Linked DNA regions of Pan troglodytes: region 2 is linked to region 1. A link is a contact called in public capture Hi-C data. All regions are on one chromosome and are shown on one strand. The core of a region is the stretch at or near the end of the contact, and the rest is flanking DNA. Distances in the headings are between cores, read along the strand shown. Region 1 has its middle 410 kb from the start of ETS1. Region 2 has its middle 300 kb from the start of ETS1.

Evidence for each region. Capture Hi-C pulls out chosen DNA fragments and counts their contacts.
Region 2: a capture Hi-C map of stem cell-derived neural stem cells shows a contact between it and region 1, with 2.8 times the contacts expected there. The contact joins two enhancer-like sites. A contact is called at or near these places in 4 of 7 Hi-C or Micro-C datasets (blood, induced pluripotent stem cells and stem cell-derived neural progenitor cells) and 1 of 1 other capture datasets (stem cell-derived neural stem cells).

What each region holds. Positions count from the first base shown.
Region 1 is chr9:130,106,847-130,110,533 of NHGRI_mPanTro3-v2.0_pri, forward strand. No RefSeq gene overlaps it. Among named protein-coding and RNA genes, the nearest start is that of ETS1, 410 kb to the right of the region's middle. Within about 2 kb of position 1,780, at least 4 of the 24 cell types and tissues checked have an H3K27ac peak or open chromatin away from gene starts, as enhancers often do. A contact at or near this core is called in stem cell-derived neural stem cells, where this site is marked.
Region 2 is chr9:130,221,928-130,225,614 of NHGRI_mPanTro3-v2.0_pri, forward strand. No RefSeq gene overlaps it. Among named protein-coding and RNA genes, the nearest start is that of ETS1, 300 kb to the right of the region's middle. Within about 2 kb of position 2,089, at least 3 of the 24 cell types and tissues checked have an H3K27ac peak or open chromatin away from gene starts, as enhancers often do. A contact at or near this core is called in stem cell-derived neural stem cells, where this site is marked.

The DNA of each region.
Region 1 (3,687 bases), core at 530-3,029:
GGACTTAAGATTCCCATAAACTAATCTTCCTTGTTGATTATGCGTAGACAACAGATTCCCAGTGTGGGCAGGAAACAAAATAATTTTTATAAAGCCTCTGCGTCAAATGTGTTCATTATTTGGATCTTTTGACCTGAATGGCAGTATTATTTTATAAGAATGGAGAAAATCAACATGGCTTCTAAAAAAGATAAGGTTTCTGCAAACTATTGGGAAAATGACTTGGCAGGCAATTAGGAATATTGATCTGTGCCGATGAGAACATGAAACAAATAGTCCTGCAGATTTCACATAGGGTGTTGGAGAACGCACCTTTTACAAAGAGAGATCTCATTGTTCAGCACTGTTAGAAACATAAGTGGGCATTCTTTGACCACAGCTAAGCTCCCAACATTTTAAAAGGTCTGCAGAGAAACTGAAATGTAGAAAAGCCCCATTGTGTCTATGTGACTGAGTTTCTTTCCAGCCAGGAGTTTCGTGGAATAAACATCAAAGCTCCTGCTTGCATTTATGGCAAAGGAGATCACATTCTCCAGCAAACCTTATTCTCTGAGCACCGAATATGTACATCATATTGCGCCAGGGGCCAAAGTGAGAAACGTACATCCCAAGTTCATTCTCCTTGAGCCACCCCTAAAAAAATACACCAAATAAGAGACCTGTGATACCTTCTTGATCATCAGCGTGATGGGATCTTATGCTATTAAGCTAAGACAAGTTCTATAAGCCCAAATTTCTGGTCTCTTTAAATCACCATAGTAGGGTTTTTCTGGTTGAAGTTCATTAAAATATATAACCTCAGAATTTGAATGGACCCAGATGATTACTTACATTTATTTCACTCTGGGTTTTTGTGTCTGTAATGATGCCATGTACTTTACAAATCTTTTCAAATCTTTAAAAGATGTATTATCTTTGCATATTAACAATCCATTGGGTTTGTCCCTAATTTACAAATAAAGAAATAGGCCGGGCACAGTGGCTCACACCTGTAATCCCAGCACTTTGGGAGGCCGAGGCGGGCGGATCATGAGGTCAGGAGATCAAGACCATCCTGGCTAACATGGTAAAACCCTGTCTCTACTAAAAATACAAAAAGTTAGCCGGGCGTGGTGGCGGGCACCTACAGTCCCAGCTACTTGGGAGGCTGAGGCAGGAGAATTGCTTGAACCCAGGAGGCAGAGGTAGCAGTGAGCTGAGATCGCACCACTGCCACTGCACTCTAGCCTGGGGGACAGAGCGAGACTCTGTCCAAAAAAAAAAAAAAAAAAAAAAAGCAGGTTAGAAAAATTTAGTGATTTGTTCAAAATTAATTAATAAAAGACAAAGCCATGGATTTTAATTCAACTATATATGATCCTAGAGTCTGTGCTGTGCCAAACAGTTTTCAAGACCTGAAAAATCATGTCGTCGAGTCTACACACCAAAAGAGATTGTATCAGCTGCCTAACATGCCCACTAAATATTCACTCACTCTCCCAAACACAAGAAACTCACTCCTTTCTGAGGCAGGTCGTTGCATTTTTGAGCAATTTTAGTTATTTGAAAACTCTGATGATCACATTTTCAAAGAATGGCAAAACCTTGATGTAGAAATGAAAGAGATAATTGAAAAAATCCAGGAAATTCAGAAGCCGCGGCTCACAAATTCTTTTGCCCACTTTAATTTGAATGTGTTAGCTCCTGTGAATGACACATGAAGCCGCTGACATTGCAACAGATGGCGCTTTGGAAGAGATTCCTTTCTGAACTGCCTGGCCCTCTTATGGAAATCCTGTGAGGGGCGATCTCTGGTGACCAGGCTCAGCAGGAAGAGGAATGTGCATCCGACCTTGTGCGGAAGGTGTCCCCCAGCTGTTTTTGCAAATATCTGTTTTGTCACAGGGGGTGGCTAGGTCACAAAACCTAGAGTGGCTCATGGCTTCATAGTAATATAAGTCTACCAACCTCCAAGGGAGACTTCAAATCTCATTGCCAAAAGCACCTAATTGCTACATCTACTGAGCCCAGCAGGTCCTATGATAAAATTCAGTGCATTACATACTGACCTAATTCTTATCTATTCCTTTCCCAAACCCTTTTTCCATCTTCCTTTGCCTTCAAAATCAGGAATATGAGACTGTATCCATACAGCATTGCCATGTAAACTACTGGATGCACAGATACATTTGAATTGCAGATCAACAACTCATTTTTTAGTATAAGCACAGGACATGCTCATACTGAAAAATACTTGTTGTTTGTGTGCAATTCAAATGTGACTGGGCATTCTGTGTTTTTATTTGCTAAGTCTGGCGACTCTAACCCATACAACAGCAAATCTATATTTTATTAAAGTATAAATGAGTGCATTATTGTATATAACAGCTGTATTGAACGATTTTTGAATAGAAAAAGTCAAACTATGTTCCAAACATCTTTTAAATCTTTTTATAAGGCCAGGGATCCCTTTGTAATTAGTAAAACGAAAGCACCCCTGGATTTGTATAAACTCAGGTTTCCATACCTCAGATCCGTTTGAAGTGAAGCACTCTCAAATTCCCTCAGTTAGTGATAATGGTGGTCCTTACAGGAAGTACCTTTGTTTCATTCCCTAACATTTGTTTTCCTCACCAAGGTGTTACCATTAACTTTGAATGGGTCAAGTTCATGCTCCCCCAATGCTGCCTCTTTATTGACTTGTCCTGCTCTATGTGGATGAAGAGGCTCCAGAGATCCTAAAGCTGTACTTTGGACATAGCTTAGTGGCAAGCACAGGGAAAAGTGTACAGAGGAAGACAATAGGCTGGAATCGGAGGCTTCCAAAAATAAAATTGATTTTCTTTCTTTAAGAATTCCCAACTTTGTCTTAGGGACAAAGCCGCTGGATTTAGCAATACAAAGCACCCAGTTAAATTTGAATTTCAGATAAACAACAAGTAATGTTTTAATATAAATGTCTTGTGTATTGCATGAGATACCCTTATACTTAAACATTACTCATAGTTTATCTTAAGTTCAAATTTAACTGGCACCTTGTGTTTTATCTGGAAAGCCTACCTGGTAACATGGGGAGCTGCTTGCTGTCCTCAGCACTGAGGTGTAAAATATGTAGGATGACTGGCACAAAATAGGCAATAACAATAGCAACAAATAAACAGTCACAACAGCAGTAGCAGCACTCAACAAACGCCAGCCTGGATGGATTTCCTTTAAGGCCCAGGAAACAGTTTCCAAGTGCTCCTCTCAAGCTGGGCTCTTCCTTTATATTGCCCCCTGCTATGGTTTCAGTGTGTCCCCTCCAAAATTCAGGTGTTGCCTATGTGATGGTTTCAAGAGGTGGGGTCTTTAAGAGGTAATTAGGTTTCTTCATCTGAAAAATGGAATTGATGATGGTAATAGCCTCCCAGCATTCATCCCAGGATATTCATGAGAAGCTTTACCATTCAAGGGCCTTGTGTATGTAAATGATTATGCTACACTTATTTTTCAGGTCTGGTTTCCTCTAATAATAGAAACAATAAACTGTTTGATATTTCTTGGCATCATTAATAAATCAAAAGTATGTTCCCCTTGTGTTCTATATTTTGCAAAATAATGAGGAAAAGAAAGAACAGGGTTACTGAGCTCTTCGTTGGAATTTTCAGGGAGTTTTGGGTAGAAATTAAAACCAAGAGTAATTAAAGCAGCAGTTCACTGACTGAATGA
Region 2 (3,687 bases), core at 839-3,338, 120 kb after region 1:
TCATTTTCATAAAGCAGAATTGATGGTAGTGTTCATTTGTTTTAATGTCCTCATGGGACAAAATTACACAGGGTTATTTTTTAAAATAATCAGTTAAATCTAAAACTCGGGTGAACTCTGCTGTAAATTTCTATTCGCAGTTTCTCTCATTGGTCCTTTCTTTCCATTCCCACTGCCATCACCCAGCTCAGGCTTTTATTGCCATTTTTCTTGATAATTACACAACCTCTTAACCAATTTCTTGGTTTCCATGGCTTTGCTCTTTTCCAATATCCTGCAAACAGATCACTATCAAAAGAAACTTGTAAAACCATAACTTTGGTCATATTACTGTCTTTCACAACATCCACTGCCACCACCACCGGGGCCACCACCACCAGTGGCTATCTCTTGCCTGCTATGATCCAAGATTCAGCTAAATGCAAGAGCTGGCACTGAGAGCTCTCCATGGTCCCTGCACTTTGTTCATGCTGACATAGTTACTCCCTTGCTCACTACCTTGTGTTAGTGTCTTCATAACATTATCACTATCAGGAATACTCATGTATTTGTTGCTATGTACCATCTGTCTCTGTTGTACACATATACCAGAATACAAGTTACTTGACGATAGGAATTTATCATTGTTTGCTATTGATCCCCAAGGCCTACGCCACAGTTTAGGTGTGCTATAATTGTTGAAAAATATAAACAGAAAAAAAGAAAGAATAAAATCTCTCTCATTCCCAGTACCTCTCCTTAAGTCAGTGGTTTTAAACCAGGAACAATGTTGCCCTCAGGGTAACATAGTATATAGGTCTTCCTTTCTACTGCAGCAAAGGAAAACAGACCAATGCTTCAGGGAAATTAGCACCGACATGTTCTTGGTGACGATCCACTTTAGAGGACAAAAAGTATCATGTACTACTCATGTGCCACAGGGAAACCAGCATTCTAGTCTCCCCATCAGTAGTTGCTGAAAGTTGGATAAGCTGTGGGCAGAAACATACAAAAATGGTGAATGTGAATACAGAGAAAAGGGCGGTCAGAGACGAGGCTGTTACTCTGGAAAACCAACCAGTCCTTCCGCAAAAGAACTCGTAATGAATCAAGTGTCAGTTTAGCTGAACTCTTTGTGAATGGAATGCTTTCTGTTGAATGAATGCAGTTCTGTCATGTGCAAAGTCTGACTCAAAATGAGCTGAGATATGAGCATGATTTAACTGATTGATGACTTCAAGCGTTTTCCCTCTGGTCACCCACAGTCGTTTTGGTTTTAGTCTGCAGCTCAGTAACACCCAGGTTGCAGGAGAAATCCAGTCATTTATGATATGACTAGATCATTGTCCATTGACTATTTTCCACACTGATAAGCTCTGCTAATCAGAGGACTAATGTCTTCAGGCCAGTGACAATCTTTTCATTTACAGTTTTCTTCCAATCAGAGAAATGGGGCTGGATTGTAGAATCCTGGAATTGAGAAGGAAGGTCTACAAAAAGTCATTTCATTTTGTTCTGTTGTCATTTTGTGATTGTACCAAATTCACTAAGAAATATAATGATTAGAAATACGATTACAACTTTCAAAGAGAGACACACTTTGATGCCTCTTAGTAAGGTGTTTCTGGTCTCTCAAGTCTTACAATCAGAAGGCTTTATGTTGTTTTGTTCTGTTTTCTTGCCAACATTAGACTCACAAGTCCCTCTTCTAATTTGTTCTTCCCTATCCCATCCACTTATTTAGGAAAGTGATACATAGTACAAAATTACATGTAGGTCTTCTGTAGGGAATAAGTTTTATGTAATCAAAGATATCCAGCAGTTTTACTATAACATCTCTTTTTCAAAATAGAATTTTATTCATCAACCCTTGCAGGGATAAGACAATGATGCAGAGAGTTTGTCCTATTAGTCTTAACACATGTTTGTACCTGTAAACTTAGGATTAAATCTGTCCTTACTTGGCATCAAACTAGAAGCCTAAATGTCAAGTAAAATTGAGTTATCTCAAATATCCCGGCCATTATAGAATATGGTTATTAGTCTGGGTCAAGGCAGTGTCATGTCTTCTAAAATCATGCCGCTAGAGGGAGTAAAACCCAGCAGTCTGCAAACCATCCCAGGCCAAAAGAGCAACGTTGTCTGTTTCACCTTTCTCTTTAAACAAATGATCCTCAGCTTGGTTGCCCCAGAAAAACACCAGCATCTGGTGAGTGGTGTTTATTCTGAGGTTACTCTTTCTAAAAATAGTTTTCTGAAAACTCGCCCTGGTCGGCTGGGAAGCACACAGGCGGAGTGGCGAGCCAGTGAGTGGGAGGCTCTCCTGCAGCGGGGGCACCTTAGAGGCTGGTCGTGTGGGCCAAGAATGCACTCGAAGAGCAGGAACAGAGTTTGCAAGGGGGGCTGCCGGTGTCCACGGGAACCGTGGCAGGCCAGACACACCCATCCCTGGAGAAGCAGAAGGTCGGCTAGGAGCTATGAACATCCTTGCTGAGCCCCAGAAGTGAGGAGCAACAGGGGAGGAAGGAGGCTCCTATCTTGAAGCTGTTGGGCACCTACGCAAGTGGCACAGGGAGGGGCAGGGTGTTGGCTCCGAGTGAGAGATTTGCTTAAGCCAGATGGTGGCCGATGAAGGAGGCCCAGGCAACCCCTTCTGGTCTTCCAGACAACACCACAGGTTTGTGTGGGTTGGCGGGGTGCTATCTGTCTGTCCATCCACAAGCACATGCCAGAAAGAAGAGGATGGAGGAGGTCAAGATTTTGGGGGGTTCTCATCATTTTCCCTTTCCAAGTTTCATCCTTATCCATGCTTCTAATCACATGGAGACCATTACCACTGGGGGAGTCATTTCCATTTTTCTTTAGATTCCATTCTAAAATCCCCTAAAGACCTAAAGTAAAGAACGTCAGCAGTGGCATTTCTATTCCTCTGAAGGGTATTTTAGACAATAATTTTGGATAGCCCCACACTGCATGAAGCAGGGAACTGCATGCCCTTCCTGCTCGGGAGCCCAGCCCTGCCTCCAGCAGCTCCAGCTTCCTTTCCTCTCTGTCATGGTGCTGCCTTATGATGAGCAAGAAGTTAGACCCGACTGGCCCTCGGCAAGCTGGGGCTTCTAAGAGAAGAAGGGCTGGGCTGCCCCCTGCAAGTCCTGGATAATGCCACTCAGGGAACGGGAGAAGCTGATGCGCAAAATATGCCATACCCCGCTGCTTTCTTCTCACTCAGACTCCAAGTCAGGTCGGAAGCAGCTCTTCCAGACCTCCCCCAAGGCAAGTTGCTAGAGGATAAGGCTTTTATGTGTTTCCTGAGAAATGTGTGGGAGAATCCAGCCTCCCTGGATATTGGAGAAGTCCTCTATCTGGAACTGCAGTGTTACTGCTGATCCAGCCTCCCTGGATATTGGAGAAGTCCCCTATCTCGAACTGCAGTGTTACTGCTGATCCAGCCTCCCTGGATATTGGAGAAGTCCCCTATCTGGAATTGCAGTGTTACTGCTGAAACATGTAGTTTCTGAGCCTTTGTGTTAAGGCAGAAAAAAATAGCAAACTTGGTATTAGGAGAATTCTGAGTTCTCATGTTTGCTCTATTCACAGCAAACTCTGATTTCAGACAATTCATTGCACTTCTCCAGGCCTCAGTTTCTTTGTCTATAAAATAAGAATGTTAGACAAGACTTTCTGTGATGGCTTTTCTGGTTCAAAATG